Regions from separate parts of the Mus musculus genome. Here regions 2, 3, 4, 5, 6 and 7 are each linked to region 1. Evidence: chromatin contacts called from public ChIA-PET, Hi-C, HiChIP or PLAC-seq and promoter capture Hi-C data. All regions are on one chromosome and are shown on one strand. The core of a region is the stretch at or near the end of the contact, and the rest is flanking DNA. Distances in the headings are between cores, read along the strand shown.

Region 1 (3,215 bases), core at 378-2,877:
TGAATCCTCCTGCTTCAGCCTATAAAGTATTGGGACCACAGGCTTGTCCATCACACCCAGGTCCCCAGAACACTTTCCAGGTAAGCCCTGGTACCCTGGCTAGCCAAACACCACTGGCTTGCTTAGGGGTCTGTAGTCCTAAAGAGCTTCGTTCTTTAGTCTGTGAAATTCCCCTTTCTCTCGTGTGATCAAGGAGACCCCAGCTCTGCCCAAGCCCCCAAAGGTGCCCCACACTTGGGAACCAGACACTTCTTTCTCCTGTGTGTTTCAAAGTCAAGGCAAAGAGAGGAGAATCAGTCTGAACAGACTGCTACACACATTTCCCTTTCCAACAACACCCCATTACCAAGGAGTAGAAAAAAATTCCCACAGGTTAAAATCGATCCCATCTTCCTTGGTGGCCCCTTAAGAGCATCAGTGAACGAAATCCTGGGAGACAAAGACCAGTGAAACACAAGAGCAAATCCATCTGAGGAATCCGTCAGAAGAAAGAGTAGCAAGAGCAAGGAAGAATGAAAGGTGGAACTACAAAGCTGGGGGGGGGGGTGCACTTCGAAAACACACTAGTGATCCCCCCCCTTGTTTTCCCCACTGAAATGTCAGTTTTTGAAGCAGCTTCTGATAATGTCACCAGCTTCTCACGTTCTTAAAAAAGACAGGAGGCGCGTGGCGAGGGAGGTGGCTTGTTACCTCTTGACTTCTAAAGCCGGCCATCAGCCAGCCGGCCTTCCCCTCTTCCACGTTTCCATGGGGGATGGGCTTGGGAATCTCTATCAGGAAGGGCTCTGTCCTAAGTCCCAAAGTTTACCCACCCTGGTGGGTGTGTGGGTGGGGGATCCCGAATCCCAAGTCCTCCACAAGGGCGGCACCCAGTCTTCCCGGTGTTACACACTGAAAACCACTTTTCAAATGTCCGTGTGTGAGGAGGATGTCCCCTGAGATGAGATCCACAAACCACACCCGCTCAAGAGCCCTCCCAATCACTCCCTCTCTCCAGTCCCCTCTACAATCCCCCCAGAATCCTCGGGGCCCCACTTCCTGCCACGCGCCCCCCTACCCCACCCGCTGCAAATCTCAGGCCCGCGACTCTTATTTCCCGCGCCCCTCTTCGGGCTCCAAGGTCCCCACGCACACCCTCTCTGCTATCTCGCCCGCGGGCAGCAGGAGCCGCGTGTACAAGCTCGGCCCGAGTCCCCCCCCCCCCCCAACCCTCCGCCGCCTGCCCCCTCCCCGGGCGCCCGCGCCGCCGGCCTCGTGCGCCGCCGTCCCCAGGGTGTCCCCAGCACTCACGGCTGTAGAGGGCGATGCCCGCCGCGTCTGGTCCGGCGCGCACCTCAAGGCGCAGCGCCTGCTGCTCCGCGTGCCGCTGGATCTCGCCGTTCGCGTCGCCGATAGTGAGGAGGCGGGCGCCCGGGAACACAGACACTGTAGCGCAGGGCCCCGCGCCGCCCGGGCCCGCCACCCCAGCGCTCCCCGCACCCGGCCCCACCGCCGTCGCTGCCGCCGCTGCCATCTTAGGTCCGGCTCCAGGCCCCGCTGCCACCACGGCCACCGCCACCGCCGCACCCGGGCCCAGGCCGCCGCCGCCGCCGCCGCCGCCGCTGCCGCCGCCGCGCAGGCCGAGGCCGAGGCCGAGGCTGGCAGCGCGCCGCCTGCCGGCCACGCGACGCCTCGCCGCCGCCGCCGCCGCCACGGGCCGGCTCGGTGGCGCAGCGCCCCCTCCTGGCGCCTGAGGGAGCCGGGCGAGCGCAAGCACGACGGGGGTGGGGCCGGCCCCACCCCGCGGGAACGGTCGCTGCTTTGTGAGGTGGCTGAGCCTCCCGGGCAGGCCGGGTGAAGGCGCCTACGTTGGGAGGCGGTGCCCCGCAGTATGACACGCCCCCAGGGATGCTAAGCCCCGCCCCGAGGCAGCGTTGTGCGAACCGAGGCGCTTTGTGCCACCGCGCACAGCTCTGGAGAGATGGGCAGGGCATGCGTCGGGAGGCGGTGCTTAGCCTTCCCGGCACGCCCCCGGAATGATCAGGCGGCCCCACCCCCCGCTCCGGGCCGGCGACCGGTGATCCACGGTGATCCACAGCCCTTTGTACCACAGGGCGTTTCAGGAGGCAATGCTTGGCCGCTCGGACACGCCTCTGGGGCCAGACCCACCCACAGGCCGGCAGCGAGCGAACCACCATGCTTTGTGCCACTGTGAGCATAGCTCAAGAAAAGTGGAGAGGCGTGAGTCGGAGAACTAAGAAGAAACGCCTCCTCCAGGGCTGAGCTCCGCCCCTAGGCTGGCGTGCTGCGTACTCCCCCAGTACTCTTGGGGGTGAGGCGTTTGTCAGAAGGAGGCGCTCAGCTACTTTATACACCCGGAGGAGGGCTGGCTCCGCCCCCAGGAGGGACGGTTACTAGCAGAATGCAGACGGTGCTCTGCATCTTTTTGTCAAGGGACGGTGTTCTGATCCACGAAACCCTCCCTCGGAGAGTTCGGGCCCCTCCGGGCCAGTGTCCTGCAAACAACCTCTCCTGAGCTTGAGGAAAGACAAGAACCGTTTCCAAACCCAGGTGATTCGGCCACGCCCCCAAGTTAAGGTTCCGCCCTGTACGTTCCCAGGTAAGCTCCGCCTTGATCCCGTCCCACTGGTAAGAAAAGGCCCTGTGATAGGTGTGCTCTGGTTTGCAGGCTCGCACCCAGCTGGGGCCCCTTCCCATGCTGCTCTGGGATAAAGGCTTTTCAAGCCGCGCTCCAGAGCTTGGCCTTCACAAAGAACTTCAAGGCAGTAACTTTAATTCTTTAGCTTCTCCACTAGGACCTCTCCTTTTCACTAGTTAACTCTCAGGTCCCCCAGTGAACTCACAGTGGCCAGTCACTTGTTCACTTTTGCTGGGCCTCTTAGAACTCTAATTTACGTACCCCCTCCTGGGCCTCCGCAAGACTCACAAAAGACTCAACCCTTTCCCAAGTCATCCCTCCCATCTAATGGTGCAAGCACACAATCTCAGGCAGCCAGGACCCACAAAGTGAAGAGTAAAAACGCACTCTGCTGGGCAGTGGTGGCACACACCTTTAATCCCGATGCTCAGGAGGCAGAGGCTGGCAGTCCTTGAGTTCCAGGCCAGCCTGGTCTACAGAGTGAGTTCTAGGACAGCCAGGACTACACTGAAAAACCCTATCTCAAAACAAACAGAAAACATCCCAAAGTTAGGTGTTATGGCAGTAACTTTAATTC
Region 2 (3,215 bases), core at 307-2,806, 900 kb after region 1:
GAAGATGTTGGAAATAGCATACGGGGAAAGAGCTTTTGCTTTGATTCTTTAATCTTGTTCCAGATTAAAGAATCGCGAGAGCTGGTGGGAGAGGAATCCCTTCTTAAATTCAACCAGTTTTGCCTCTATTGAGCGATTTCTTCTTAGCAGACAGGATTCTTAGCAAGGTAAGCATATATTGACTCAAGAAAAAGAAAAGTCTTACCCAGCGCCTTGTGCTTACCTAATACGACTTATACAAAATTTAATCCTTATGCGTAGGCAGCAAAAGGCATTATTCTTGCTTTCTATTGCGGCTGTGGCCACGCCTCCCTGGCTTGGCCGTCCTGCTGGCCCCTCACTCCCATCCCAGTCACACCTTTCAGTTTCGAATGAAGTCCTGTTCTGTGTCTTTAGTGCTTAGATATGTTCCAGTCTCCCCAATGCCTCGTTTCCGTCCTGAAAAGACTTCTCAGGCTTTACCGGATTCGTTTCCGTCTCGAAAAAAAACTTCTCAGGCTTTAAGTCTCTTGGCATACATACAAGAAAAGTGGTGGGGTTTGTTTTTCTTGTTTTGTTTTGGTATTTGTTTTAGTGTTGGAGGTCGAACCTAGGGCCTGCTAAGCATGCTTACCAGCCAAAGGCTCTCCCACTGAGCTGCACACCCAGTTCCTGGTTTAGCTCTTGTTTCTGTCTCCAGCGATGCTTTTAGGGCCCCCGTCGCTGCTCTTATCCATTCTTCCAGTCATAAGTCTCCCAGCCTGTCCCTTTGTCGCCCAGCCATTCCAAACTTGATTCCATCCCCTATATCGGACCTTGTTCCGCCTAAGCTAGGTTTTACAAGTTTAGTCTTCAGGCGCAATTAGGATCCCTAGTCCTTGAGCCCCTTCCCACACAAGTCATGGTTTCTGGGTTTGTTGCTCTGTTAACTTTTCCCTGCTCAAGTCATGCCTCCTGGGTATACATACGGTCTGGTCGCAGGCTGATCTCTGCCTTGGCAGTAACCCTAAGCCTTTTCCAGCACAAGCCAAACCTCCGCACGCCACTAGTCGCTTAGCTCTAGACGCGCCCCTTGTCTCTTCCTACTGAAGCCACGCCTTCCCATTGTTGTGGACGGCCTCCAATCAGCTCCTCTGCCGCTGGCCACACCCTTCCACTCGGCGGCGCTTTTTCAAATGCTAGTACTTTGGCCTTGTTTGCAACGCCTGCTGCCCTTCGTCTCTGTCTTTTATCCTCTCTCCCAGAGTCCCACTTTGGGAGTTTGCTGCTTTTCCTCTGACTGGCCTCCAGGCCCCCGGGCCCCCGGGCCCCCGGGCCTCCTGGCCCCTGGGCCCCTTGGCCACGCCTCAGGACCACTCCCCGCCCGTCGGAGCCACGCTTTCTAGGCGTGTTGCTTTCTTCATCCCAGCTTGCGTGGGGTCTACCTGCCTCTGCTCGCCACGTCTCCCGGCTATGACTACGCCCTGAGCCCCCTCCTCGCCAGAGTCACGCCTTCTGGGTTGTCTGCTGACCCCATTTGGGTTTGCTGCTTATACTTAGCTCCACCTCATGGCCACGCCCCCGAGGCATTCTTCACCTTCAGCCTTCTGGATTTGCTGTTAGCCTTCCTCTTGGCCCTGGCCACGCCTCGTGCCCCCTCCTCCACCAAGCCACATCCAGGTTTTCCTAGAGTCACGCCTTCTGGGTTGTCTGCGGACCCCTTTTGGGTTTGCTGCTTATACTTAGCTCCACCTTATGGCCACGCCCCCGAGGCACTCGTCACCTCCAGCCTTCTGGGTTTGCTGTTCGTCTTCCTCTTGGCCCTGGCCACGCCTCGTGCCCCCTCCTCTCCCAAGCCACATCCAGGTTTTCCTATTTCCAGTTCCATCCGCTAGCCAAGCCAGTCAGGCCTAGTCAGTCTCTAGTCTTGACCTCTAAACGGTCGTCAGCCCGCGCCTGTCCAGTCCCGGGGCCTCGGGCACTTTCCTAGAAAAGTAGGGATTCTCGGCGGGCCTCTGAAAGTCGCGCCGGTTTGGCCAGTCCGACCACCCCAGCGCTGTCCAGGGAACGCGGCCTCGCCGCCACCGGAAACGGAAGCGTGCGACAGCTGGACCATGGCGACTCTGTTTGACCTCCCAGACTTGGTGCTCTTGGAGATCTTCTCTTACCTCCCTGTCCGGGACCGGATCCGCATCTCCAGGTGCCGCCCCGCTCCTCGGGGGAAAGAGCCGGGCATGGGCTCGGCAGGAGATGCGGATCCGGTCCTAGCGGGCCGGGGTCGTTCTAACGGCCGGTCCACTCCTCCAGGGTCTGTCACCGCTGGAAGAGGCTAGTGGATGACCGGTGGCTATGGCGACACGTCGACCTGACGCTCTACACGGTATGCGGGACCCGGGAGCGGTGCGGGGAGAGCCACCCCCTGCCCTGGGACATGGGGGTGGGGGTTGCTTTATTTTGCTTTCTAGTGTTTGTTTGCTGTTTGTTTTATTTATTTATTTTTGATAGTTTCTTGAGGCTTTTATTTTTCTGGATTTTCGTTGGTGTTGCTTCTTGGGGGGCTGAGGGGGTTGTTTTGAGACAGGGCCTCTAGGCCAGGCTGACTTCAGCTTCCTATGAAGCCGAGGCTGAGCTTGATACCTACCTCGACCTTCTAAATATTGGGATTAGCAGCGTGGGCCCCATGTGTGGTTCCTGTGCTACTGGGAATGCAATTTAGGTTTCTTGAATGCTAGGAAGGAACACCTCTGAGTCACGTACTGGTTTCCAACTAACCACCCCCTGCAACAACCTCCTGAGTGCTGAAGTTACAGCTGTAGGAGAAGGCCCAGGAAGTGTTTGGGTTTTGTTTGTTTGTTTGTTTGTTTGTTTTCTCGAGGAAAAATTTCTCTGTAGCCCTGGCTGACCTGGAATTCTGCTTCTCCAGTGCTGGGACTAAGGGTATGCACCACCATACTCTGCTGGTTTGGTATTTAAGTGAGTTCGTGCTTGGAATTTTTCTGCCTGTCCTAGTGCCAGCCTTTACCTCCCCTTCAATGCTCAGACCTCAGTTTCTCATCTAAGATATGGGGATTAAAAATAATGCTTGTAGGCCAGGCAGTGGTGGCGCAGGCCTTTAATCCCATCCCTTGGGAGGCAGAGGCAGGCAGATTTCTGAGTTCGAGGCCAGCCTGGTCTACAGAGTGAGTTCCAGGACAGCCAGGGCTACACAGAGAAACCCTGTCTGGAAAAACAAAAAAAAGTACCTTCATGTTTCATGT
Region 3 (3,215 bases), core at 369-2,868, 840 kb before region 1:
CTGGTGGGTGCTGCTATCCTTATTACCACTATGATCAAGACATTAATGAAAGGTCAACGCTACAGGGCGTGGTAGTAGGAAAAAAAACCTACAAGTTTAGAGTAGCAATACTGCTTTATCCATGCTAGCTAGAATCAAATTGTTTACAATGAAACCAAGGATTACAGAGGCAACAGCCCGAAGGCACAACGGCTACATAAATTTCCAATGACTCATTCCCAAGACTGACCTACACAGCCACACCCCAAGTACCCACACCCCTTTTCCTGTTCAGTGCTTGAAAAAAAATTCAGGCATCCGTTCCCTTTGGTTTATAGGTAGCAAATTCTAACAACCCCACACACCACACACTTAAACAAAGCTCCTTCCATTTTCTATCATTTCACAGCTCCAAGGCACCAAGGAAATTTATTATTCTTGTTATACTGTGGTCCCAAGGATCTGAATTCTTAGAAGTTGCTCTTAAAGAAGTTCTTATTCCATGCCCCAAATTCAGTTTATTACAATCTATACATTTTTAAATTCTTTATTACTTAGAAAAACATCATTAATTTATTTCCTGTGTGTGTGTGTGCAGGTCAGAGGACAATTTGCTGGAACTGGTTCTGGGTCTAGAATTCAGGTCCCAAGACTTGGTAGCAAGCGCCCTCATAGCTAGCATGTGCTCTGTCGCTGGCCCCAAGCTTCCTATTTTTATTTAGCTTTGATTCTGGACTTGACCCTTCAACACTTTCAGTTTTTCTGTTCAATAAGCACAGTTGATCCTGTTATGGACTCATTTAGGACACAGAGACTCAACCATAAACCTTGCTACCATACATCTGTTTTACACAATCTCGTAAGGACTTTAGCTCTCACAGCACCAACCTAGGCACAGAGATTTTGGTGCTTTGTCGACCTTTTGACGTATAAAGGCAAACAGTTCTACTACCAGAGGTTTGGCAACCCATCTTTTTAGACACATTCTTGGAAAGCCTAGCAGAATGTCAAATGGTAAGACACTGTGAGGGTCTCCAAAAGACCCTCCCAGGAAGAGGAAAAGGAAAGTCAGATTAAAAGTTACTCGTGCAATAGTTTGTCCTGCTTTCTGCCTGTTAAACGGGAACTTTTATTAAATATGGACTTTCCGATTGTCCCTTCTCTCAAAGTGTTCTCACTGCTGGCTTTGGGTAGTTGACTGGGATTTAAAACCGAAGGGTCTGTTACTGTCATCTCTTTTCCCCACCAAACAAAGAACTAGTCACTGGCTGAGAGTGTGGGGACCCGCCAGAGTGGTCTCTCAGGAGGTCAAGCTGGCTGTCTAGTCCCACTTCTGGTGGCAGGATCAGGCCCAAAGGCCAGAGGGCCGGACCGGGTTCGTAAGGCCCACGGAGGAAGAAGGCAGGGCGGCGGGAGCTGACAGAGTCAGGAAGGGACCCGCTACGGCGTGCGTGGGTGCGTGCGGGATGGCAGGGCCCTCTCCCTAGGCAGTTCAACGGCAGAACCGTCTCCACCCAAGCGGAGGAGAGAGAGCAGTGCTCGCAGCTCCGGACCAGTCCCAACTTGGCCGCATCACGTGACCTAGCTCAGGGGCGGGGGCAAGCGGCCCGCCCGGCCCCGCCCACCCCGCGCGCATGCGTGTCGTCCGGGGCGCTGAAATTCAAATTTTGAACGGCCGTGGTAGCCTACCGACTCCGTGGGTGCGGAGGGCAGAGCCGACTGGGTGTGAGAGCGCCCGCCGCCTCGACTGCAGTCCTCCTCCAGGAGCTGCGCCGAGCCTGCACTCACTTCTTTCCTCTTCCTGAGTTTGAACCGTCGGACCCACCGTCTAGCCGTCCACTGGTGAGGCCTGGGGCGATGGACCCGTTTACCGAGGTGAGAGACTCTGCGGGCGCTGTGAACCATGACCCCTGCCGACTCCGGGACCCCCGCCCGCGCTGTCAGCCTGCGGCCAGCGTGGCGCGTGCGCACAGCGAGCGTGCAGCCGGACGGAAGCCGCGGGGTCGCAGCCGCCCCGGCTTCGCTGCTCCGTCCCTGGCTCTGGGGAAGGCAGGGCCTCAAAAACCCCATGCAAACCCCGAGCTCTGTAGTCGTTTAGCCTTCCTCCACTCCCCCAAGTGCTGGCTCGGGGTGTGAGCGCCTGGGCGCTCTGGCTTGAGCCTGCCCCCCCGGCTCCCGGGACTTAAAGCACGCTTCCCTCCATCCTTCATCCGTCTTGCTGTGACCCGGGAGAGTGCCGCTCAGGGGCCTAGTGGGACAAGCCCTGCCCTAAAGCTGGAATAGTTGGCAGGGTGGAGTCGGCCCAGTGACTCGTACTGTGTGCTTGGAATCTGATGGAAGTGATAAAGGACTTCACAGGCCCAGAGGAGCTTGAGCGCTTAAGAATCCTGTGATGAAACCACCGAAGTCTAAATGAGCAGGTGCTTTAGCCTGGCGTCCTTCATAAGTCACGGCTCTACTAACTTTAGAAAGAAAGTCTCATGCACAGGGTTGATACTGGTTGAAAGGAAACAGGGCTTATAGTTACCTCAGCGTGTACAAAACAAAATTATAAGTGTATGCTGTAGGGTTGGTACACCTCAGTGTTTATGTAGCGTATCATTTCAACAATGCTTTCCTCATCTCTTCCTTGGAAATAAGGTCTAGATTCCGTTGTTAATCTTATTATTTATGCCTAGTTTTAGCTTCACGTTGCAGCTGTACACCGACATTCAGGATTGCGTGTTGCTGTTGGCCCATTCTTTTATTGCAGGACAGTTCCTCTTTTTCTTTTGCTTCAAGCTGTTCTTTAAATTTCAAGACTTGTGAGTTTTGTAAAGTGGGCATACAGTGTTTCTGTACTACATTGAAAAATGTCGTAGAGGATAGTAATAATTTATTTTGGGTAGTGTAGTTAACAATTCCATAAGCTAAGCCCAAGATACTAGTTAAGGATTTCAACAATTAAAGATTTCAACTTGACAGTTATGCTGCCCCACACACCCTGTGCTCCGTTTGAAGTTCTCAGTTATCTTGAGGAAAACAACATTTTGATAACGTTAGAATTTCTAATAGAGGACTGGAGAGATGGCTCAGCTGCCAAGAGCACTGGCTTCTCTTCCAGAGAACCTAGGTTCAATTCCCAGCACCCATTTGAGTCTCATAAAAGCCTGTAACTCCAGTCTCGGGGAAGCTAATGTCTTCTTCTGGCCTCCAGGGACCCCAGATACATATGTGGTACCCAGACATACTTGTGT
Region 4 (3,215 bases), core at 312-2,811, 680 kb after region 1:
TTGTTTATAGACCTAAAGCAAAAGAATATCATTGGTAGGATTCTTTTAGATGCCCAGCAAGGTGGTACACGCCTTGATCCCCTGCTCTTGGTAAGCAGAGGCAAGTGGATCTCTGTGAGTTCAAAGCCAGCCTGGCCTATCTAGTGAATTTCAGGGAAGTCCAGGGCTGAGCTATGTAAAGACTCTGTCTTACACAAAACAAAAACTCTGCTATGTCTTTCAAGCAAACAGAAGCCGAGGAGCAAAACAACCATATTGCCTTGATTCCTTCATCCCTCCTGTCCAGGCGTCTTTCTTCCCAGGATCTGCCCAGCTCAGACTTTCTTCTTATGCAAGAAAGGGTTGCCTTGAGTTTTCTTCGACATTCAGTCTCCTTATCCTACTGTCCTGTCTCTTCCATTTGAGGTAATCAGCATGTAATGAGCACCTACTGTTTGAAGGCTGCTTGAGAAAGGAAAGGACCCTAGATGGTAAGGGGAGCACTCACTGATTGTTCCTTCTGACAAGAGAATGGGAATCCCCCTTCCTTTGGGGACAGGGGGAGGTTACCTGAGCGTCCAGGTCGTTGCTCAGCTCCTGTCCGTCTTTCTGCTTGACACCTAGTGGGAGAACATGGGAGGGGCTCTTGAAGGGTGTAGGAGTTCCAGGCGGTGGAGAGCCTCCGGTTAAACGGAGCCAGGGTCGCTAAAGCGCTACAGCAATTCTGAAACCACACCCACTCAGTGTCCCCCCCACCAGGGCTGACTCACCATACACGATAGAGCGCCCAACTCCGGTGTGGTCGCTGCCAAACTTCCTCATAAGAGCCCCTGCCTTCTTGGGGGACACTTTCCCATGAAACTTCTCCCGGAGGCGCCTGACGCTCTTCTCCAACTAGGATAGAGGGGGGATAAGCTCTGATGTCGCCGGCGACGGGGAGCAGCCCCCGCACCTTCATTCTCCTGAACTTGACCCTGGCTTCTGGCCTCCGCATCCCCATCCCCCCCCCCCTTTAAGCCATTTCCTGGAAAAATCCGAAGTTCTCCAGGCATTGGGGGATGGTGGAGACTGCGGCGCGTCCCAGCCTCCCCGGTGCGAATTTGGGGTCTGGCGGTGTGTGTGTGTGTGTGTGTGTGTGTGGCGGGATGCAGGCCAGGTTACCCCCTTTCCTTCTGACCTCTGACCCTACAGCCCCACTGTGCCCAGGGATAGAGGAGGGAAACAGCCCAGGGGGCAGGGGTGTTCCCGGGAGCCCTTTCCGCGCCGCCGGTGGCGCGGCTGTCCTACCTCCACGCCATCCTGAGCCATGGTGGCCGGAGCACACCTGGCTGCGCCTGGGTCCGGGCCTCGCAAGCCTGGGTGGCGTCGCCGCAGCTCCGCCTCCCTCGGGCCCCTCTTTCAGTTTCGTTTCTACGTAAAGCTGGGGACCCTGAGGAGACCCCGCGCAGGCCTTGCGGCCACGCGTCTGCTCACGCGCCCTGTAGTGCTCCCGGGTGGTGCTCCCGGGCCTCCGAGCGCGCCTCACCGCGTCCTGCGCAGCAGCGCGGCCTCTGCAGTCGGTCACATGTCCCCACGCTGCGCGGGGTCCGCGTCTTCACGTCCCCCTTGGGGGCGGAGCCGCACCACAGTTCGGTGCTCCCTCGCTGCTCCTCCTATGCAGAACCCGAAGCGTCTTCGGACCACCGTGGCGTTTTGCTATGCTCAGCAGTTCTAACTCCCACGGCTTCTCTCTCTAATTCCCACACTCTCAGCCTCAGTTTCCTCCTCTGTAAAATGGGCATGCAAGATAGGCATGGTGACACACACCTGTCACTCCAGCAGTTGGAAGGTGGATGCAAAAAGATCAGGAGTTCAAGGATGTCCTAGACTATGTGTGACCCAGTTTCAAAAAAGAAAAAAAGAAAAAGGGGGGGGGGGAGGGGAACATCCTAGGACAAAATGAAATGAAAGATTTTTTATTTTTTTTATTATTTTTTTTTTAGCAAGTTTTACAGACTTCTCCAGAGAATGGGCCCCAGAATCTAAGAGGCCTGGGCTTTTTCACCCCGTTTAAATACCTTCTTCCCAGTGAACCTCTGCCTTGCCCCTTTCGGTACAGAGCTTGGGTCTCACTATGATCCAGGAGCACAGAAATCTTTGCTGGGTGATCTGGCTCCCACCACCACCAAAGGTGGATGCCACAGGTGCAGATAAGGTGGTTTAACAGTGAACCGGAGACCAAAGCCAGAGAGGGGGAAATGGAAACTGATCTACCCTCCCCTTCAGCCTCTTTCCCAGGCCCCATAGTTTCAATGGTGGCCCTTATGGTCCAGGTTACTCTGGAACTTTCTATGTAGCTGAGGATGACTTTGAACTCACCATCCTCCTGCTTCCACCTTCTGAATGCTGGGGGTCTCATTGTATAGCCGTGGCTGTCCTTAAACGTATGGTATGGTGGTCCTCCAGCCTTCGCTCTGTAGCACTGAGATTACAGCTGTGAGCCACCGTGTTTGGTTTTCCAGGGGGATTAATGTCACTTAGCACAATGTGGGACATAGATATTGCATCAGTCACCAGGTGACCTTTGAAGTGTCATGCTGGTTGGAAGCAGAGTAAAAATGTGAAGAAAAGCCAACTCCTGGCCCCTTACACCCTTGTAGACTTCTGGCTCCAAGGAATCCACATTGTAAATCTAAAGCCGAGAATCATGTGAGCATCGGGCCCTGGTCTCTACGCAAGCCTGAAAGGAACACCTCCAAATGGATAGTCATCAATAAGTTATATTGAAATACTATAGCTGTTATGGAAAGTGGGATAGAAGTTCCTCACAGAATACAATGAGCATAAGATCTGTCAACTATTGGGGAAAATGCCTGTAGGAAAGGAAACCAGCTTGTTAATGAGTGCCGGATACTTGCGCCTGTGTGCATTGCTGTATTGTTCACGCGATGTCCATTAATAGGTGAATGGATAAAGAAAATGCAGCGTGGACACACCATGGAATATTACTCACCCATAAGAAAGAAGAAGCCTCATTACTTACTGCAACAGGTATAAGGCTGGAGGGCATTATGTCAAGCTGCCTAAGATCTCATTCAGTCAGTGGAGACTAAAGAAACTGTTGGAGAAGCAGAGAGGGGCAGGGCAGAGGTGGGAAGGTGGAAAGCGCCTGGTCAAGGGTTACAGTGTTACAATTTGAATGCAAGAGTAAATTCCATTGAGCTGACTGGGTCAGGAACAGCCTGACTGTTTCAAAA
Region 5 (3,215 bases), core at 496-2,995, 650 kb after region 1:
ACCACCCAGCAGCACTTACTAGCCATATATAAATTTTTATGGTATTTGTCTGTATAAGCTGTCCCTGGGATGGACTCCAACATAAGAGAGAAATCTCTGGCCTGGAGAGATGGCTCAGTGGTTAAGAGCTCTTCTAGAGGTCCTGAGTTCAATTCCCAGCAACCACATGGTGGCTCACAACCATCTGTAATAGGATTTGATGCCCTCTTCTGGTGTGTCTTCAGACAGCTCAAGTTTATATAAATAAAATAAATAGATGAGAGAGAGAACTGCACCAATATAAGAAACCCTTTGGAATAAGACTTCCATTTTGAGTAATGACTGAGTAAAGTTTAAGTTCCCAAGACCTCCCTGGAAACTGGCATCCTACTTGGCAGAAAGACATGTGCGTGGGTAACTGACAACCTGGTTGGCACATTGAGACATGAATGTTCAACAAGGAAAGTCTCTTGCCACCGTTGAATACCCAACCAATGGGAGCAGGATACGTGTAAGGCAAAACCATGTTCCCAGGTAAACCCCCCATTTCTGAATCCTGATTGGTGATGTGACTTGGCCCAGATGTTTGTGGATTTGAGGCTTAAAAACCCTGCAGGATCTTAAGTCAGGGTCACAGTTCAGGTCCTGAATCTGGACTGTGGCCCTGGTTAACCAGTCCTGACATGTATGCTCAATAAAGTGCCTCTCTCTGACTGAGACTGGGGCTCGTGTGGTCTGTGAGGGGACTCCTGGACCACAGCAGGAGGCTGGCTGCCAAGCCTGAAGGCCTGAGATCAATCCCAAGACCCACATAGTGGAAGGAGAGACTGTCTGCAAAGTGTCCCCTGACCTCCATGTGTGCTATGTATGCACAAGCATGCTGTCTTCAAATAATACAAACGCACAACAAGGTTGTAGGATAAACCCTAGCATGCTACACAGCAAAGGAGGCACAGGAGACCAGGTGGCCTCTTATTCAAAGAAAGGACGTCTTAGCACAGGACAAAAGGGTTTGGTCTGAGTCTGTTTCTTCTTCAACAAACCAGAATCCTGGTATCCTCTAAACGATGTGGGGCGAGGGCATTCTTGATACACGTGCTTTTCAGCCAAGCTTGTTGGCACACAATTATAGCCCCAGCTATTTGTGAATTCCTTGCGTTTAGGAGTTCAGGGGCAAGCCTGGGGAACAAAGCAAGACACCTTTAGTTTTGGAGACAGAGTCGCATGGAGCGCAGGCTAGTCTGGAATCCACGAGGTAGCTGAAAATGGCCTTTAACTCATAATTTTCCAGCTTCCACCTCCAGCACTGCGATTACTGATGGCTGAAAACTAATTCTCCGGGAAGAGGGAGAGAACGAATCAGTTCCGGGTGTGGCGATTTCATGTTCATATTCCCAGCACGGACGAGAGTAAGGTGGAAAGACAGCTATGAATTCAAGGCCACCCTGGGAATACTGCTCGTGAGCCTGTACTTTCAGCCTTTTGGAGTTGAGACAGGATTGTGAGGCTATCCTATCTATAGAGTGAGACACTCACGTCTAGCCCCATTACCCAAAGGGGGAAAAAAAAAGTTTAAAAAGTTCTTTGAAGCTTTTTTTTGGACCCCTTTTCCAGGTTGGATCTCAGCGCTTTGCGGTGCGCGAGAGCCGCGTGTCCACCTTTGTCCGCAGGGAGGCGCTGTGCTCACCGCGGTCTGGCCGCTCTAGGCTGCGGCCGCGGCACCGGAAGCCTCTTCTACTCCGGCTTCCTGTCTTTACCCGGGCTGGGAGCTGCGTGGAGTTAAGACTTCGAGATGCCGACTGGCGACTTTGAGTATGCGTGGGGTGGCGATGGGGTCGCCGGGGAGGCCGCGTGGGGGCTGCTCTGGGGTGCGTGGGGGTCTGGGCGGCGCGGGGGGCCGGGACCCGCTCACCAATCTCCTGTCCCCGCAGCTCGAAGCCCAGCTGGGCCGACCAGGTGGAGGAGGAGGGAGAGGACGGTGAGTGCCGAGCGTGGCCGCGCCCGCTGCCTGTTCCCGGGGCCCACGCTCCGGCTAGGGCCGCGCGTGGCCAGCCCCACCCTCGCCCTGCGCTGTGCCCCCGGTGCAACCCGCAAACACACAACACACACACACACACACTCTCTCTCTGACTTGAAAGTTCCCGTCCCGTGGCTCACTCTACCTTCCTCCCCGAATTCCCTCTGGCAGACAAATGTGTCACCAGCGAGCTCCTGAAAGGAATCCCTCTGCCCACCGGGGACACCAGTCCAGAGCCCGAGTTACTGCCCGGAGGTGAGCAGTGTCCATCCCTGCCTGCTTCCTCTTCCCTTCCGACTCTCAAGCCTACTTTCCAGCCAGTCCCCATTACCCGGGAATCAGTTTCTGTCATCTTCCTCCAGACCCGCTGCCACCTCCCAAGGAAGTCATCAATGGGAACATAAAGACAGTGACTGAGTACAAGATAGAGGAAGATGGGAAGAAATTCAAGGTGAGGTCGAAGTGGACACATAGGGCCAGTGCCTTTGTGTTCAGGGGTTCAGGTGGAGGGGTGTCAGTGGCTGAGACAGGGCCTGAGGCTCTGGAAGCACTCCTCTCTTATTCATCTTCAGATTGTCAGAACCTTCAGGATTGAGACCCGGAAGGCATCAAAGGCTGTGGCAAGGAGGAAGGTGAGATTCTACCTCATTTGGGGGGTAGGGTGTTCTCTGGGGCTGATCCTGAGGAGTTGGGAAGCCCCTTTTTGTTGATGTGGAGTAAACGTTTAGTGTTAGGCCTTGAAAGGTTAGGGCCCAGGAGTAGATGAAGTTAGATGCTTTATTTATTCATTTACTTTTGTTTTTTTATTGTTCTCCTTTTGTGTGCGGATGTGCGCAGCATCATCCCCCCCAGCACATGGCACAGCATACTTTTGGTTTGAGCTGGTCTCTCGGTATTAGGAACTAGACTAGGCTTGCTGGGCACTAACAGCCCCAGGGACCCTGCTGTCCCCACTTCCTGTCTGGCCTGCACCGGGAATGCAAGTTTGCCTCTGTGCACAGTGTTTGACTGTGGGTGCTCGGGGTCAGAGTCTGACGGACACTTGTGTGACAGACACTGTACTGAGACATACCCAGCCCTCTTGGGTTTTATTGTTTGTAGTTTGTTTTTCCAGACAGGGTTTCTCTGTGTAGCCCTAGCTGTTCTGAACTCACTCTGTGGTCTAGGCTGACCTTGAACTCATAGATCCACATGCATTAGGATTAAAGGCATTGCCACC
Region 6 (3,215 bases), core at 252-2,751, 610 kb before region 1:
AGGCTGGTCGTGTTCCTCTCCCATAAGACATTTTATTGAAAAGTATTTTTCAGCTACAAAAGAATCTGCAACAGCCAGGAACCTCCGGCCATGCCCCACTCCGCAGGCAGCCCGAGCAGGAGGGGCCTCGGCTCCCCTAGTTATGTCTGAAGAGCTTCAGGCCCATCCATGTCCACAGATGGAAGAACACGTACACAGGCACGGTGACCGGCAAGAGCAAGCTGTAGAAGCACAGGCTGCTGGCGCTGGTGCAGCCCTCTGGGAAGCCTTCCTCCACGGAGGCGGAGTAGAGCAGGCCTGCCAGCGAGACCAGTGGGATGAGGACGGTCATGGTGGGCAGGGACCGGATCATCTTCCTCCCTTCTTAAAAGGTTAACTGTCTCAAGAAAACTCAGTTGTTTGAAAAGTTCTGTTCTCGTGCGGGTGCGCTCTTGTCTTATCTTCCCCTTGTCCCGACTCCTCATTCACCCAGGCATGCTTCCCAAGGGCACGCAGAAAGTCCAGGGGTCCCAGGCCGAAGGTGCCGGCTCCTCAGCCTCCGCGTCACACGCAGCGGTTACCAGCGACTGCAGACACCACCTGTGTCCCTCGCAGCGCAGGCGAGAGGTCTTTTAACTGTATGAGAAAAATGCAAGATGACAAGATGAAGGGCAGGCGACGGGAAGGGAGAGGAAAGGATGGGGAAGCAGCCAGTACCAGCACTGAGTAGGTTAGAGACAGGATTGCTGGAACCGGCAGGCTGGCCTCGAACGTTGTGATCCTCCTGCATCAGCCTCCCCAAGCCACCACATCCGGCTAGAAAGAAGCCTTTAAAAAAAGGAGTGTCCTCCAAAACTGCCTATAGTGACCCCCATCAGAGGTATCAGTATTGAGGAGGCAGTGACAAAAGAACGGCTGCCAGACCATGCTTAAAACACTACAAGTGTCATGAATTACTTTGGGAAGTAAGCAATTTGAAAAACAGAATGAAGGACAGGTGGACTGATAATGTTTTTGTGAACTGGGGAAGCGGAATGCGACCTACAAATCCGGGTTCGCTTCAGACATCTGAGTGAGGCTTTCTATACGAGGACTGGCTGGGAACCAGCACCAGAACCTGGGGCCAGGTCACGAGCCACCCGCGGTCAATGCACAGACCGAAGACAGCGCCATCCCTTGGGCGCAGTCGCCTCGGGGACCAGAAGGGGCAACGAGCCCGCTGCAGTCTCTGACCGACGGAGGGACAGAGCCGAGCCGAGCCGAGCCGAGCCGAAGAAAACCGAGCCGAGCCGAGCGGGGCAAGACAGGACAGGGGGAACCCGGCCGAACCGAAAACGAACCAGCCAGACAAACGGAGTCGGCGGCGTCCATGGCGCAGACGCCAAGCTGGCGCGAGTCCCGCCCCAGCCGGTTTCAACAGCTCCTCCGCTCGTATTTCGAGACCCTCAACTCACCGTTTGCAGGCCTGTAGGAGTCCGGTCCCTTCGGCGCCTGGCGGTGACAGTCACCGCCCCACGAAGGCGGGACAGCCCGGCCAGCCGCCCAATCAAATCCCTGCAGGGGCGGGGTGAGGAACCCAGATCCCGCGATGGAGCCGGTCCGCGCGTGCTCATTGGACAGTTCACCTTGCCTTCGCTCCCAGGCTCAGGCTCCGCCCCCGTGGTCTTGATTGACGGGTGAGGCCAGAAAGACTCTGAGAGCACCGGATAGCTAAGGATCCCATCGTCTCTGGCTGGGCGTCCCCTATGCTAGTCCTGCTGGAAGTAGGAGAGGAACGTATTTGCCACAGTTTATTCATGGCGCTCCAGAGCAGACAGTGGGGTCTTTCTGCACTGAAAAGCCTTCCCCACTTTTTTTTTTTGGTTTTTCGAGACAGCCCTGGCTGTCCTGGAACTCACTCTGTAGAACAGGCTGGCCTCGAACTCAGAAATCCACTTGCCTCTGCCTCTGCTGGGGTTAAAGGCGTGCACCACCATGCCCGGCTGCCTTCCCCACTTCTAATTGATAAACTTGAATCCTGAATCGCACCTGGCCTCAGCCACTATCATCTATCCTCTTAAGCAGCGGAAAGATGACTGATACATTATTTTACGTATGAATCGGTAAATGGCAAAATAATAGTTTGTGCTGATGAGATGGCTCAGCGAGTATAGGCGTTTCCTGCCAGGTCAGACTACCTGAGATCGACCTTCCGGTACCCACATGGTGGAGAACTATTTTCCTCTGACCTCCACACATGTATTGTGGCACACCTGAGTGTACTCCCGCAAAAAGTGCAAAATGAAGTTTTAAGAGAAAATGTAGCCAAGCACACTCCTAATCCTAGCACTCCTTAGGCAAAAGCTAGCGGATTTCTGTGAGTTCGAGACCAGCCTGGTCTACATAGCAAGTTCCAGGTCATCCGGACTACATAGTAAGACGATGAGTGTGTGTGCCTTGGGGTTGGGGGGAGGGACGGTGTTCGTAAATGCTGTCCACGGGGCCGGCCACTGCCTTGCCTAGTGAGGCAGTGTTATCTCTGATCCCAGCGTAAAGAAAAATGAGGCTGAGCTAGGATTCTGCACAGTACTGCACAGGAAGCTCCATCCCTTAATCTTCCCGCAAGCTAAAAGATCAGAAAGTTTTTCTTCTCAGAGGTAAGTAGTGGTATAGAGTCCGTGCAGCTTCTGTTGCAACCACAAGGTGGCAGGAGAGAGCTGAGGACAAACCATCCTATGGTTTACACAGAGCAAGTAACAAACATTTTTTAATTTAAAAATTTAAAATCGGAACAAAAAATAGCCAGCAAGATAGTTCAAGAGGTAAAGGCACTCACTACACACGCCTGTGAAAAGGCCAGTATTGGCGCAAGATACCCAAGACCAAGTTCTTAGCGTAGAGGGGTTTTGCCCCAAAGTTCAAAGGGCAGGGAATAAGAGCCAAAGACAGGAGATAGAGGATGAGGGAGAAGGGGGGTGGGGGGGGTCACAACAGACAGGATGATGACAGCACAGCAAAGGACTGCCTCTGGGTAGAGGGGAGAAAGACGTGGTGCACAGGGAAATGGCGGTTTAAAAAGGTAAAGAGGAAACCCCGTGTTAGGACAAGGTGTTTTTTGTTTTGTTTTTTCAAAGGTTTACTTTTTGCGGGGCAGTGGTGGTACGCGCCTTTAATCCCAGCACTTGGGAGGCAGAGGCAGGCGGATTTTGAGTTCAAGGCCAGCCTGGTCTACAGAGTGAGTTCCAGGATACCCAGGG
Region 7 (3,215 bases), core at 197-2,696, 590 kb after region 1:
GTTTGTTGGGAAAAGTTCTTTAACAATTTCACATTTGTGTACATGTGCGTGGGTATGTGATGTCAACTTACACACATGGTCAGAGGGAGACTACTTCTGGCTCAGTTCTCTCAGCTGTCTTTCTGGTCCTCGGTCATTCTTTTATTCATCTGGTGCTAGGGATGACTCCCAAGGCTTCTGCTGTGAGGTTAATATTCTGCTGTTGAACTGTATATTCTAAATCCTTCCATACCATGTGGAAGGTAAATAGAAAATATCATTTCTCTGCGATCTGCTTTTTTTTTTTTTATTAAACCCAGATGGCAGAAGTGGTTCCTGGCCTTACCACTATACTACTTCATTGGTATATTGGTCCAGTTCACTTCTGAATTATCTTTTTAAGGAGGTGATTTCAGCTCTGATAGATGAAGCCACTGAGGAAGAGTCCAGATGGTGTGCTCATGGTCGTTTTAGAGGACAAGGGGGTGAAGATGGGGTTAGACGGGAGGCCTTTTGTTTAAGGGTTCATGTATTTCTTACCAAAATGGTAACAAAAGATGAGCAGAAGGGGAGGGGGATAGAGTTATGCCTATAGTTTCTCCTTCTGAAGATGTAAGTTCCAGAAATATGGATCATGGACATATAGTTAGACACTACAGAACCACACATTTCATCTTCCAGTGAAGATGGTAGTTACAGTGGGGCATACCCATAAATCCATCACTCAAGACCAGAGAGAGGCAGGAGGTCTGAACTTTAAGATCAACCATATTATCTATTGTATAGATAGTAAAGTCAAGCCTATCTTGGGTTAAAAAATTGTTGGTGCATTTAAGAGCAGTGTCCACAGCGGCCTTCCCCTGGAAGTGGAGTTACAGGGCTTCGAGTGGCTGGATGTGGGTGGGTGCTCTCCAGGGAGGAAGCTAGCCACTGCGCAGACAAGCCCACTTTTGTTTGTTTTGTTTTGAGACTGGCTTTCTCTGTGTGGCTCTGGCTGTCCTAGAACTCCACTGTATAGACTTGGCTGACCTCAAACTGAGATCTGCCTGCCTCTGCCTCCTTAGTGTAAGGGACTGCAGGCATGCGCCACCACCGCCTACCTTTTTCCTTTTTCAAGAAGATTTTGTTTTTAGACCAGGCTCAATACACAGAGATCCTCTGGCTTTTGCATTCTGAGTGCTGGAATCAAATGCATGCATGCCACAGCCTCTGCCAGACTCAAAAGATTTTTTTTTTTTTAAAGTTGTGTTTGTGCATGTGAGTGCAATGCCCATAGAGGCCAGAAGAGGCTGTAGGACCCCCTGGAAGTGGAATTACAGGGGCTTGGAGCGGCTGGATGCGGGTGCTGGCAAGCAAACCAGAGTCATCCTCTGCAAGAGCAGCACTACCTGCTCTCAAGTGCCGAGCCACCTCTTCAGGCAAGGGGGAGGTGGGTGGCGCCAGTCGCAGCACGGACGAGCCCACTATAGCCAGGAGGTGTGGGTGCCTCCGTTGCGCGCATGCGCACTCCCTTCGGGCATAGCATGGTCTTCCCCCACTCTCTTGCCCTGTGTGGTACATGCTGCTTCCGCTTGCGCCGCCCCCTCCCAATTGGTTTCCGCGCGCGCGAAAAAGCCGGGGTCTCGTTCAGAGCTGTTCTGTCGTCTGCAACCTGCAAGATGCCAGCGCGAACAGCTCCAGCCCGAGTGCCTGCGCTTGCCTCCCCGGCAGGCTCGCTCCCGGACCATGTCCGCAGGCGGTAGGTGCCACGCAGGGTGGGGGTGAGGGGCGGGACCGATGCCGAGGCATATATTGGGGGTATCTCCGGGTGGCCCTGCGGCCGCTGACAGCCAGGGCGCGCATGCGCGGGGCAGCGTTTGGCGCGGGCTGTGCTTCCTGTCGCGCGTGCCCTTAGCTGTTGGCGCCAAAATGGGTGGGGGCCGGGGTGCTGGCAAGCCCATTGACTGGGAGCTTGAGGGAGCAAGGGGATCAGCCCTCTGAAATAGAACAAGCTTGGGGACACCCTCAGGGGTTCCCCTCTTTGGTCAGCCAGGCTCCTGGGTGTGCAGGAAGTGCCCCTCTCCCGGCCTGTGGACACCCTGAAGCCCCCACTCCGCTCCAGCCTCCACTTCCGGTGCCCTGCAGATCCCGCCGCGCCCACCCGAGGGTCCCTCCGCCGGTTCCCCTGGCCCTGGTTCAGAAGGGCCCTCCTTCCCAGCCCCGCTGTCAAGTCCTAGGACCTTTTCTCTCTCATCCTGCCGGGCCGGGCCTGGGCAGCTTGAAGCCCTCGTGGGATTTTGTTTTGTTTTCATCCTAACGTAAAGGAGCTCCTGCGATCCTGGAGCTATCAAAGAGACTCTGCCTGGAAAGAGCTGGTGCTGCAGAATGGGCCCTCCACTTTGGCAGTGACATAACTCTGTCCCGAGATCCCAGAGCAATCGAGGAAACCTTTAACTCCATTCAAAGTGTTTATCAGGGGGAAGGAAAGATGAATGGTAGTGAGATGTCTCGGCCCCCGCCCTATTATTTTAGCCCCTGTAAACCAGTTCTTTCGGTCCTGGCGCCATCGAGGAAGCTTTTTACATTGTCCAGTGTTTATTTCGAGGAGTGAGGGATGGCAGGTAAAGTCCCCCATTTCAGTGCATATGAATCCCCCCTCTCCCCCCCCCCTCCCCAAGCAATCAAGGAAGACCTGGGTAATGGGCCCTCCACTAGTACCTTCCACGCCTCCATGAGGACGGCTGTGTGCAAGGATTGGCGGGAACACTGGATCCCGCTTCCTGTTCCAGAAGGGCATCGTCAATCCGTTCATTCCTGAAAGCTTGTCCCGCGCGTCATTGAGCATTAGTCATAGGTGCCCTGCTAGTGCTGGACACATCCCAACCCGATTCTGAGTCTGCTTTTGCTATCCCGGGGGTTAGTTTACTGGGGTGATGCCAGGCCGATTCCCATTTGAGCTTTGGGGGATAAAGTGGGAGAAGCGGCTGAATTCCCCTTGTCAAACACCCCTGCCCCCAGCTCGCCCCCAGGGTTGGACCTGAAGCTCTGTACTGAGCTACACCTTCAGCCCTTTCACTTGTATTGGAGACTGGCCTGGGATTCTCTCTCTCTCTCTCTGCCTGTGTCTTCTCAGTGCTGGGATTACTGACATGTGCCATCATGATGGTTTGGGTTCGTTTTTTGAATGCTTGTTTTTTGATTGTATAGGCATAAAAATCTGAAGCCTTTGTGAGACACCTCAACAGATTTCTTTTTAC

Evidence for each region. Promoter capture Hi-C pulls out the DNA fragments that hold promoters and counts their contacts. Hi-C and Micro-C count contacts between places; a contact is called where the count stands out from the background. ChIA-PET counts read pairs in DNA pulled down with a chosen protein or histone mark. HiChIP or PLAC-seq counts read pairs in DNA pulled down with a chosen protein or histone mark.
Region 2: a contact with region 1 is called in a Hi-C map of CD8 T cells, with 4 times the contacts expected there. The contact joins the promoter of Fbxl12 here to the promoter of Carm1 in region 1. A contact is called at or near these places in 1 of 39 promoter capture datasets (erythroid cells) and 1 of 484 Hi-C or Micro-C datasets (CD8 T cells).
Region 3: an RNA polymerase II ChIA-PET map of memory CD8 T cells shows a contact between it and region 1, with 12 read pairs. The contact joins the promoter of Anln here to the promoter of Carm1 in region 1. A contact is called at or near these places in 1 of 39 promoter capture datasets (pre-B cells) and 1 of 115 datasets of contacts at active chromatin or transcription factors (memory CD8 T cells).
Region 4: a contact with region 1 is called in an RNA polymerase II ChIA-PET map of memory CD8 T cells, with 8 read pairs. The contact joins the promoter of Shfl here to the promoter of Carm1 in region 1. A contact is called at or near these places in 1 of 39 promoter capture datasets (liver) and 1 of 115 datasets of contacts at active chromatin or transcription factors (memory CD8 T cells).
Region 5: an RNA polymerase II ChIA-PET map of memory CD8 T cells shows a contact between it and region 1, with 68 read pairs. The contact joins the promoter of Eif3g here to the promoter of Carm1 in region 1. A contact is called at or near these places in 6 of 39 promoter capture datasets (the C10 cell line, cranial neural crest, erythroid cells and 2 more), 4 of 484 Hi-C or Micro-C datasets (B cells, CD4 T cells, CD8 T cells and 1 more), 3 of 115 datasets of contacts at active chromatin or transcription factors (astrocytes, large pre-B cells and memory CD8 T cells) and 2 of 9 other capture datasets (adipose tissue and liver).
Region 6: a contact with region 1 is called in an H3K4me3 HiChIP or PLAC-seq map of embryonic stem cells, with 8 times the contacts expected there. The contact joins the promoter of Pigyl here to the promoter of Carm1 in region 1. A contact is called at or near these places in 1 of 39 promoter capture datasets (hippocampal neurons), 6 of 115 datasets of contacts at active chromatin or transcription factors (astrocytes, embryonic stem cells, large pre-B cells and 2 more) and 1 of 9 other capture datasets (adipose tissue).
Region 7: a contact with region 1 is called in a promoter capture Hi-C map of liver, with 5 times the contacts expected there. The contact joins the promoter of Dnmt1 here to the promoter of Carm1 in region 1. A contact is called at or near these places in 6 of 39 promoter capture datasets (the C10 cell line, hippocampal neurons, liver and 2 more), 1 of 484 Hi-C or Micro-C datasets (embryonic stem cells) and 1 of 115 datasets of contacts at active chromatin or transcription factors (memory CD8 T cells).

Annotation. Positions count from the first base shown.
Region 1 is chr9:21,545,306-21,548,520 of GRCm38.p6, reverse strand. It overlaps Carm1 (coactivator-associated arginine methyltransferase 1), which reads right to left and starts at 1,627. Exons shown (of 16, transcript NM_021531.6): 1 at 1,291-1,627. The coding sequence starts at 1,513. AB124611 (cDNA sequence AB124611) reads right to left here. Exons shown (of 7, transcript NM_001198794.1): 7 at 3,190-3,215.
Region 2 is chr9:20,641,147-20,644,361 of GRCm38.p6, reverse strand. It overlaps Fbxl12 (F-box and leucine-rich repeat protein 12), which reads left to right and starts at 1,556. Exons shown (of 3, transcript NM_013911.3): 1 at 1,556-2,158; 2 at 2,266-2,338. The coding sequence starts at 2,073. Ubl5 (ubiquitin-like 5) reads right to left here and starts at 1,026. Exons shown (of 5, transcript NM_025401.4): 1 at 1-1,026.
Region 3 is chr9:22,387,609-22,390,823 of GRCm38.p6, reverse strand. Anln (anillin, actin binding protein) reads left to right here and starts at 1,618. Exons shown (of 24, transcript NM_028390.3): 1 at 1,618-1,854. The coding sequence starts at 1,837. It also overlaps a transcript of 9530077C05Rik not described here.
Region 4 is chr9:20,866,988-20,870,202 of GRCm38.p6, reverse strand. It overlaps Shfl (shiftless antiviral inhibitor of ribosomal frameshifting), which reads right to left and starts at 1,561. Exons shown (of 8, transcript NM_175687.2): 1 at 1,267-1,561; 2 at 750-873; 3 at 550-599. The coding sequence starts at 1,287.
Region 5 is chr9:20,897,120-20,900,334 of GRCm38.p6, reverse strand. Eif3g (eukaryotic translation initiation factor 3, subunit G) reads left to right here and starts at 1,745. Exons shown (of 11, transcript NM_016876.3): 1 at 1,745-1,791; 2 at 1,911-1,957; 3 at 2,168-2,251; 4 at 2,359-2,447; 5 at 2,569-2,628. The coding sequence starts at 1,772.
Region 6 is chr9:22,155,132-22,158,346 of GRCm38.p6, reverse strand. It overlaps Pigyl (phosphatidylinositol glycan anchor biosynthesis, class Y-like), which reads right to left and starts at 1,501. Exons shown (of 2, transcript NM_001082532.1): 1 at 1,434-1,501; 2 at 1-615. The coding sequence starts at 352. The coding sequence ends at 137.
Region 7 is chr9:20,951,210-20,954,424 of GRCm38.p6, reverse strand. Dnmt1 (DNA methyltransferase (cytosine-5) 1) reads left to right here and starts at 1,446. Exons shown (of 39, transcript NM_001199431.1): 1 at 1,446-1,717. The coding sequence starts at 1,638.